2 separate regions of the Anser cygnoides genome follow, and region 1 is linked to region 2. Evidence: chromatin contacts called from public Hi-C data. All regions are on one chromosome and are shown on one strand. Each heading gives the region's core, a stretch centred on a gene start, on an enhancer-like site or on the middle of the called end of the contact. The rest is flanking DNA. Distances are from core to core; before and after follow the strand shown. Region 1 holds the start of TLR3 (toll like receptor 3). Region 2 overlaps LOC106035130 (a long non-coding RNA gene).

Region 1 (3,624 bases), core at 331-2,830, 510 kb after region 2:
AGCCTTTAAAGGTATAACCTTTAGTAGGGAAATATTTCTGAGTAGTTACACTGTGAACACAAACATGAAAATCTGCCATAAAAAAAGGGGGAACATTGAAAAAGGAAGGGATTCTGAAACCAAACTATTAAATGCTGTGAGAAAATCCTGAGAAATAGAAATTATTGCAAATTAGAAATATTTGATGTGCATGCCTAATTGTTAGAGCTGGATAAGAACAAGATTTTAGGAAGGTTGCCATCTTCGCTGGAGAGTTCTTAGAGCCAGAAATTGCTTTTTTTTTTTTTCCTACAACATAGGAATGCATACAAATCCCAAGTACAAATCTCTTTAATAGTTAGTATCTAAAAAGCTAAAACATTTCATTGCAAAATATATATACTTTAAAAAAAATCCAGCGGTGCAAACATGAAATATTGATAACTCCTAAAAAAAAAAAAAAAAAAGTACCAAAGTGAAACATTTTTACCTTTGCTAATCCAGACTAAAATGTTAACCTGGAAGCAACTCCAGGTTTCTCTGGGATTAGGGTTCCCTGGCTGGAAAGTAAAGTGCAGCTTGTCCTGCAGTAAATGTGATTTATTGTGGAGTTGCAGTTGATCTTCAGTCATTGCAGCGCATCAGGGAAGTGTTGTGACTGCTCTTGGAGCTGATGAGCAACTGCTGCAGAGTTTATCTGTGTCCAGTGGTATTTTTCATGTAACTTCCAAGTGATGAATAATTCATCCTGTTTATTGTTGGCTACTGGGTAGCTTAAAACCCAAGCTATGGACTGAGTTCTCAGCCACCTGCCCAGGCAATGTCTTCAGCTAGGGAAAAAAAAAAAAGATTGTGGAAACATTCTCCTGTCTTTGATAGTACCCAGAAGTTTGGGAATACACTAAAATAAGCATATGGTCTACTTTACCTGCACGTCAGCCCTCAGATATGCTTTTCCACTTCTGCACCCACAAAAAGCTAATGGAAAAAATCAATTTTTACCACCTGTCACCGCTAAATTAACAACGATGAGTGAGCAGCCTTAAAGGAACCATTGCACCCAAAAGGCACCTGACCTATTAGATTCCTCAGCAGCACAACTGAATTTGTCTAAGAACAGTGACAGAAAAACATCTATTCTTCTGTCCCTAGAGGTAGATAGAAGCTTGCTTTATCTGCCCCACTGTCCTCTCATCAGTTTTCCTCAAAGCTGAAGGATGTCCCTTGTCAAGCCTTGCCTCAGATCTTAACTGTTCAGTTCTCTGCTCTTTCCTGCTTGCTTTCTCCTGGTAGCTTGGCTCGCTTCCAGAACTCTTTCAGTTCTTTCTACACTTCTTTCTATACCCAACCACAATATATGGAGCTTTTACCATGAGCCATGCATAGTGTCTGTGTGTTATTTTGGGTCTTCCCCTGATGCTTGCAGTCTGACTTCAGTTTATGAAAACACTGAAGTCCCACTAGCTGCATGCTACCGTGTTAACACCTGTATGTATTTAAAGACCAGATTAAGATTAGTAAATTTCCTTTTTTCTTTTTTTCTATGCTAGGTTTCGGTGGCATGTTTGTTCTGGGAGTGTTCCATCAGATACCGCACCTATGTCCCCACCCTTCTGTGCCTGGAGTCCAAATAAACTTATACTAGGTCTGTGCAGCAGCTGGCTGCTCTCTGCTGTTAGCTACGAGTGAAATGGCTACATATCCAGGATTGTGCCCTGCTGCCTATTGTCACCATTCAGAACCAACTGACGTGAGTTGCTTTCATCACCCACCATATGGGGTCATTGCTTAATTTTGCTCTGCTTTTTCCCTAAAATATTCTTAGGACAGGTGGAGTGCTTGACTTTTTCCTACCCTATGAGTTTACCATGTCCTTTGCAGCTCTTGAAAACACAAGTGCCATTTAATTTACAGTGAAGTTATGGAAACTTGAGAACCTGATGTGATTTCACACCACTGAAATAGGCACAGATGTGTCAACTTTTGTCCTCTGCCTCAGAAATCCTGTACTTCGTGAATCTGAACTGTTTGTGTATGCCCTAGAGTCTGCCTTGCACATTGTAAGTTGCTGGTTCTTGCAAATCATGCTGCAAAATGGCTAGAGGTGTTGTGCAAGAATCAGTTGAGAGGTGAGATCAAAGAGCAGCTTTCACCTTGCAAAGATTATGGTGTAGAGGGAAATGGTATGCAAAATACCTGACAGTATTGCTGTGTTAGAACAATGCTCTGCAAAGGTTGTTAGTTATTCTGTTTCTTTGCCACCAATGCAATCCCATCTGTTCCAGAGCAGCAGAGTTTTAAAACACAGAGGGAAAACCCTCCTCAGAGTAATTTAGTGTGACTGCACTTACGATCAAATTATCTCTGCAGAAGCACACAGGGCAATATGGAACAAATTTCTTCTTCCCACAGCAAGCTAAAATGGAAGACAAAAATTTGACTATGAAATGGGAATGAAACAGGCCTTAGAGCCTCTTAGCTGTAAAGGATTGTGGTTCTGGTGTCCATTTTGGTGTCTTAACTCCAAGAGTAAGCAATAGTTTTCACTAGGCAGTTGCTCTGCCTCCCTGTGCTCCCCAACATTGCCAAGCTGCCAGTGGTCCCAGATTTAACAGGATGCAGGATGGTAGCCAGCACAGCCTCCCTCCCCTCCCAGAGCTCCTGGCAGGTGGGGGGTTAACATGTTCCTTCAGGCTGTGATTTCAAACACTTCGAAGGAAGGATTACAGCCCACTTTTACTCTTTTCTAGGCAACTGCTGCAGCTACTGTCTCCACTCGAGGGACAGCGCTACTACCTGATAATGTGAGCTGAACCTATGGCTGGATAAGACCTGCAGAGGTTTCTTGAGTAAGAGGTTTGTGAGCCTCCTGATTTGTGACACACAGGTGCACCAATGCCAATGTAGCCCAAGCAGCAGGACCTTTTGTCACAGCCAGAAGCATGTATTGGACAAGTCCTCTCTCTCCAGAAAAGTGATGGTCAGGTCCCTGGAAAAAGTGAATTCACAAGTGACGTTAAAAGGAAAAACATCTAAAAGCTGTACCTGAAACTTTTATTTGGTCTTCTGAAAACATTTCCTTATTTTATTACAATAGAAAATATTTGATTAATGTATTATTATAATTAATAATTAATATATTTAACATTATTATTATATATAATATATAATATATGATATTATTACTATAAGGGTGTTATATATAATATATTATTAATATATTATGCTGTCACTTAAGTTCCCTTTTTAAAGAGGCATACTTTATTTGGCTCTGTAGAACCCTTTTGGTGCATTGTTTCCACATAAGAGTAATATCCCTATGCCAGTAACCTGTCAGTAACATATCTGCTTTCGGGATATGTCCTCAGTTTTTTTCAGAGACACGGGAATTAGCCAGGATTGTTACTGGGTTGTGTGATGCTGCTCATCTGTGAAACCCCTGTGCACTCCCAGCAGCAGCTGCCCCGCTGGCACGGAGGCTTGCCCTACTTCACTTTCGCTTTCACTTCTCCTTCCAGCTCCGGGCAGCTTTTTTCCTGATGGTTTTTGTGCACTGAGGAACTTGTGCGGTGCCTGGATGCCCCCAGACTGAAGGAGGTAAAGCCCACGGTGGTAAGTTGATGCTGTTCTTCAGGTATTTGTAAT
Region 2 (3,826 bases), core at 328-2,827:
AGAGCAAAGTCCAGAGCTGAGTTTACATGCCAAACCAAGTCAAATATGTTCTGTTTGGTCTCTCATGAACTGTGAACTACTTTTTTTCAGACAAACCACTCCGGAGCAAACCCTGAAGAAAGTACTCAAAGCTCTAGCAGAGGGTCGTCTGGTCAGCATTTTCTCAGGTGTTGTTACAGACCTAAAGAAGAGCTTGCGGAATTAAAATAGATTTATCTGAAGGCACCAGGAGTCTGATTGAGGCTTGCTAGCTCATGATGCACTAGAAAAGATGAATGGCAATCGTGCAGAACTTGAAATATCGCAATGAAATGCCTCAAGTGGAAAGCAACGCTGATGTAGCCATAGAAAAAAAAGTACCCAAAAGAGACAGTAGAAGAAACACACAGGAAAAGCTATCCAAAGGAATCAGGCATCAGTGCCTTTGTGTGAGAAGAAATGTAGTCTCCTACACACTTGTTAAGAGTAGCCACTCAGGAAAACATAATGTCTCACCTCTGGATCCTGTTTTGAGGGATGCCAGGTACCCCCAGCACTGCATAGGGAGTTCCTTTGATTAACTTGAGGGTCAGGGCTCTGCTAGTCTGGGGGGACACCTGGGGTGAGCCTCAAAGCTGTGATGCCTCAGCTCCTTTTTGAGTGCAGCCCAAAAACCTTGAAGAGGTCAGATAGGGAGAATACAATTTTCTACCAAAAAGATGGCAAAGATTAGGTCAAATAGTGGAAAAAATCAAATTCACTGTTTGTTCCAGACCTAGTATTGCTGCAACAGGCCTGTGTGTGTTGGAAGAGCTTTCCTCATGCTGCGGGAGATACCCTTGATTGTTTGTTTACCAAACTCCACGGTGCATTCAGTGATCAGGTTGTACCACCTTGCACGCACGTGCTTTTCCAAGAACCACAGGAAAACATAGCCCCCTCAGATACAGCTTATTTAGTTGTTCAGCTATTTGCTTATTGAGCTAAGCACTCAACTGCGAAGCATTTCAAACAGATTTAAGAGTACAAACCCACTGAAACAGAAACAGTCTTAAATGCAGTCTTGTTTAGCAGAGTGCTTAAACAAGTATCTGAGCTTAGTTGACTTTAGCTGTCTAAAAATCCTAAGTTTGTCACAATACTTTTCACTGATACTGAATACTGGCAGGTTGCCTTCAGCCAGCTTATTACAAAATACACTTCTGTGTGTCTGGAGACTAAAATTTACACTGCTAAATAAAGGCACCAGAGCTCCCAAAATAGAACTGGAAAATTAACTTCTCAGGAAAAGAGGGAGAACTGTCTGACCTGAAAAGATGTGTGATTTATGCTATCACAGCCATTGCTGATAAAGCACAATGATTAGGGTGAAATTTAATAGGGACTACAGATGGAGAATTGCTTATTAAGCAATTTACTTCTCCCTTTTAACAGGGTTGGACAATTTCCTACAGCGCTCACTTGAGTTTTCTGTCCAGGGTGTTTAAGGATGGCTCTGCTAATACAGCTTCTTTGAAAGATTATGTCTTACTATAATAGATTTAATCCAGAAAAGCTGGCTGCTTTTCTTCCTAAATTCTCTTTAAATACTTTCCTCTTTCTCACTTTACCTGTTTTTGCCTGAGGCCACACTTCATATCCCCCTCAGGCAGCTGCCTGATAGCACAACAGCAGCAGATAGAAGTGCTGCGAATGGCACAAAAGGTATGAACCGTGGCTTGGTAAATAAAAAGGGCCTCCAATCAGGAATGTCTGTACAAAAGTCATGAATGAAAGCTTTTTCTTCCTTCTTTTCAGGACCCATGCAGCTTCTTTAAAGGAAGGAAAAAAAATAAAAAAAAAAAAATGAATATTTGCATTAACACTGGGTAACTGCCCAAAGACCAGGGGACAAACCTCTCCCACTTAACCACTGCGTTGCAGTCCCCTGAGCAGACTGTGTTCGAAGTTCCCAGGTATGGTTTGTGTGTGCCCCGTGGTGTGACAGCAGGGTGTCCAACCTAGCTAACAGGCTCTGCTGCTTCCAGGGCATGGGCTGCTAAATCCATAGGGCACCCCATAGGTGCACCGCGCCTTGCTGCACCGCACACATTCCCAGGCTTTCAGACCTCTTGGGCAATGAGCTGGCAATTGCTCGCAAGGGACATCAGCACTGGAAGATATTTCTGCGGCTCAGTCAGTCTTTTATGTACCCAGCAGCTGTCAACAGCGATGAAATCTCTTTCTCTGTTACCAAACAGATCCCCAAGACCTACTTTAGGCTTTTGTAACATTCAGCTGGAGACCAGAGCAAATTGATGGCTGCCTGGAAACATTTGCTCAAATTTATCCCTAGTGTAAATTCACTAAGTTGAGGAGAATTACGGCAGTGGTGAATGCAACCTGTTTATTCCATATACGCCTGAAAAGCCACAGCCTTCTTCAGATGGTAGCTGCCTTAGAAAATAAAGTTGCATTATTCCTGGAAAAAAATATTTATTCAATGCAGTTAACAGGAAAAGTTTGTACTGACACATCAGTGCTTTAACTCTGTGTTTAGAAAATCGAGAAGATAAACACGCAAGTGTAAAGCAAAATATTAAATAGCCCGAAACTGCCAACGGGTGCAAACAGAGACTTTCAGTGCTTTCAGACGCTAACGTAATGCCCTCTGATGCTAATGGGATGGCTCCAGCGGATTCACTTGGAATATTTCGGAATTAAAAGGCACTGTGATGGTGCAAAAAATTAACTTTTGTTCCAAAAACCCCACCTGAAAAGACAACTGCGGGGCACCCCACCACCACCACTAGCACACAGTGTGCATCGAATCACCCAGCACGGCTGGAAAGGTGCTCAGTGTATCTTTTAAGTGGCTGAGGGCTGGTCACGGGAAAGGACCTCTGTCAACCAGGAGCAAAACACACCTACAGGACTCGGTGCCAGCACAAGGAGCAGAAGGACTTGATCAGCACATTTAGCCTACGCAGCTGCTGCAATGAAAAGCTGGAGTCTCTGTACATCGTGTTAAAAGTGCCCAAGTAACAGAGCTTACAACGCAGGGAGTTACAAAATTGTGGAGGAAAATTACTGCTTCGTAAAAATAGCACAGCTGCAATTTAGCATTAAACAACCCCGTTTCCAATGCCAGCAGGGACAACTGTGCCTATCCAGCTCTCATGTGTACCCTAAAACCACCTCTCCTGCCACGATGGTCAAAAGGTCAGCACAGATTTTTCCTTGATGGTAATATAAAATTAATAGATCAGCACAGCTTTCACACAACCCTGCGAGAAGAAAACTTCCACCACTTCTTGGCTTCAGCCCCTTCCCTCTCCTCATGTTCCCCCCTGTTGCAGCCCAGGCTAGCTGGCACGCATGGGGTGAGCTGCGGGTACAGCACTTTGTGAGATCCCTGTTCACCCTTTTGAATGGCCAAACTGCCAGGTTAGTGGAAATGAGACCTTCCTGCCTCTGCGACTGCCAGCCACACACCAGGTTTTGTTCAACGGTATCTAGCACACACTGAAAATCGTAGCAGCTGGTCATGGAGCATTGCCTCCCATGGCCGGTAATTTTGCTGACATCAGGAGGAAATGGCTGAACAAACTGGCATCCCCACTACCAAGCTATTTTTAGGACCATTCAAGATCCTTTCGGGATATGTGATATTCAGTTTGGAACAATCCTCAAAATCGGGAGTAGCTGTCAACATGGCTCCTACAGAAGTGATTCAGTATATGAAACGCTATCTGCAACATGCTCTCCCCTATCTCACCTCTTTTTCCACCTCTATATATTTACTCTTCCCCTTCCCTCAGCTGGATGGTGAATCACTATCGTCTGCCAGTCTCATGGTCATGAAAAA

What was found. Hi-C and Micro-C count contacts between places; a contact is called where the count stands out from the background.
Region 1: a Hi-C map of liver shows a contact between it and region 2, with 2.0 times the contacts expected there. The contact joins the promoter of TLR3 here to the enhancer-like site in region 2. A contact is called at or near these places in 2 of 7 Hi-C or Micro-C datasets (both in liver).

The regions. Positions count from the first base shown.
Region 1 is chr4:60,065,496-60,069,119 of Taihu_goose_T2T_genome, forward strand. TLR3 (toll like receptor 3) reads left to right here and starts at 1,581. Exons shown (of 7, transcript XM_013179778.3): 1 at 1,581-1,729; 2 at 2,730-2,835; 3 at 3,498-3,576.
Region 2 is chr4:59,551,949-59,555,774 of Taihu_goose_T2T_genome, forward strand. The region is part of intron 1 of LOC106035130 (a long non-coding RNA gene); the gene reads right to left. Among named protein-coding and RNA genes, the nearest start is that of HELT, 10 kb to the right of the region's middle. Within about 2 kb of position 1,578, at least 1 of the 3 cell types and tissues checked has open chromatin away from gene starts, as enhancers often do. A contact at or near this core is called in liver, where this site is marked.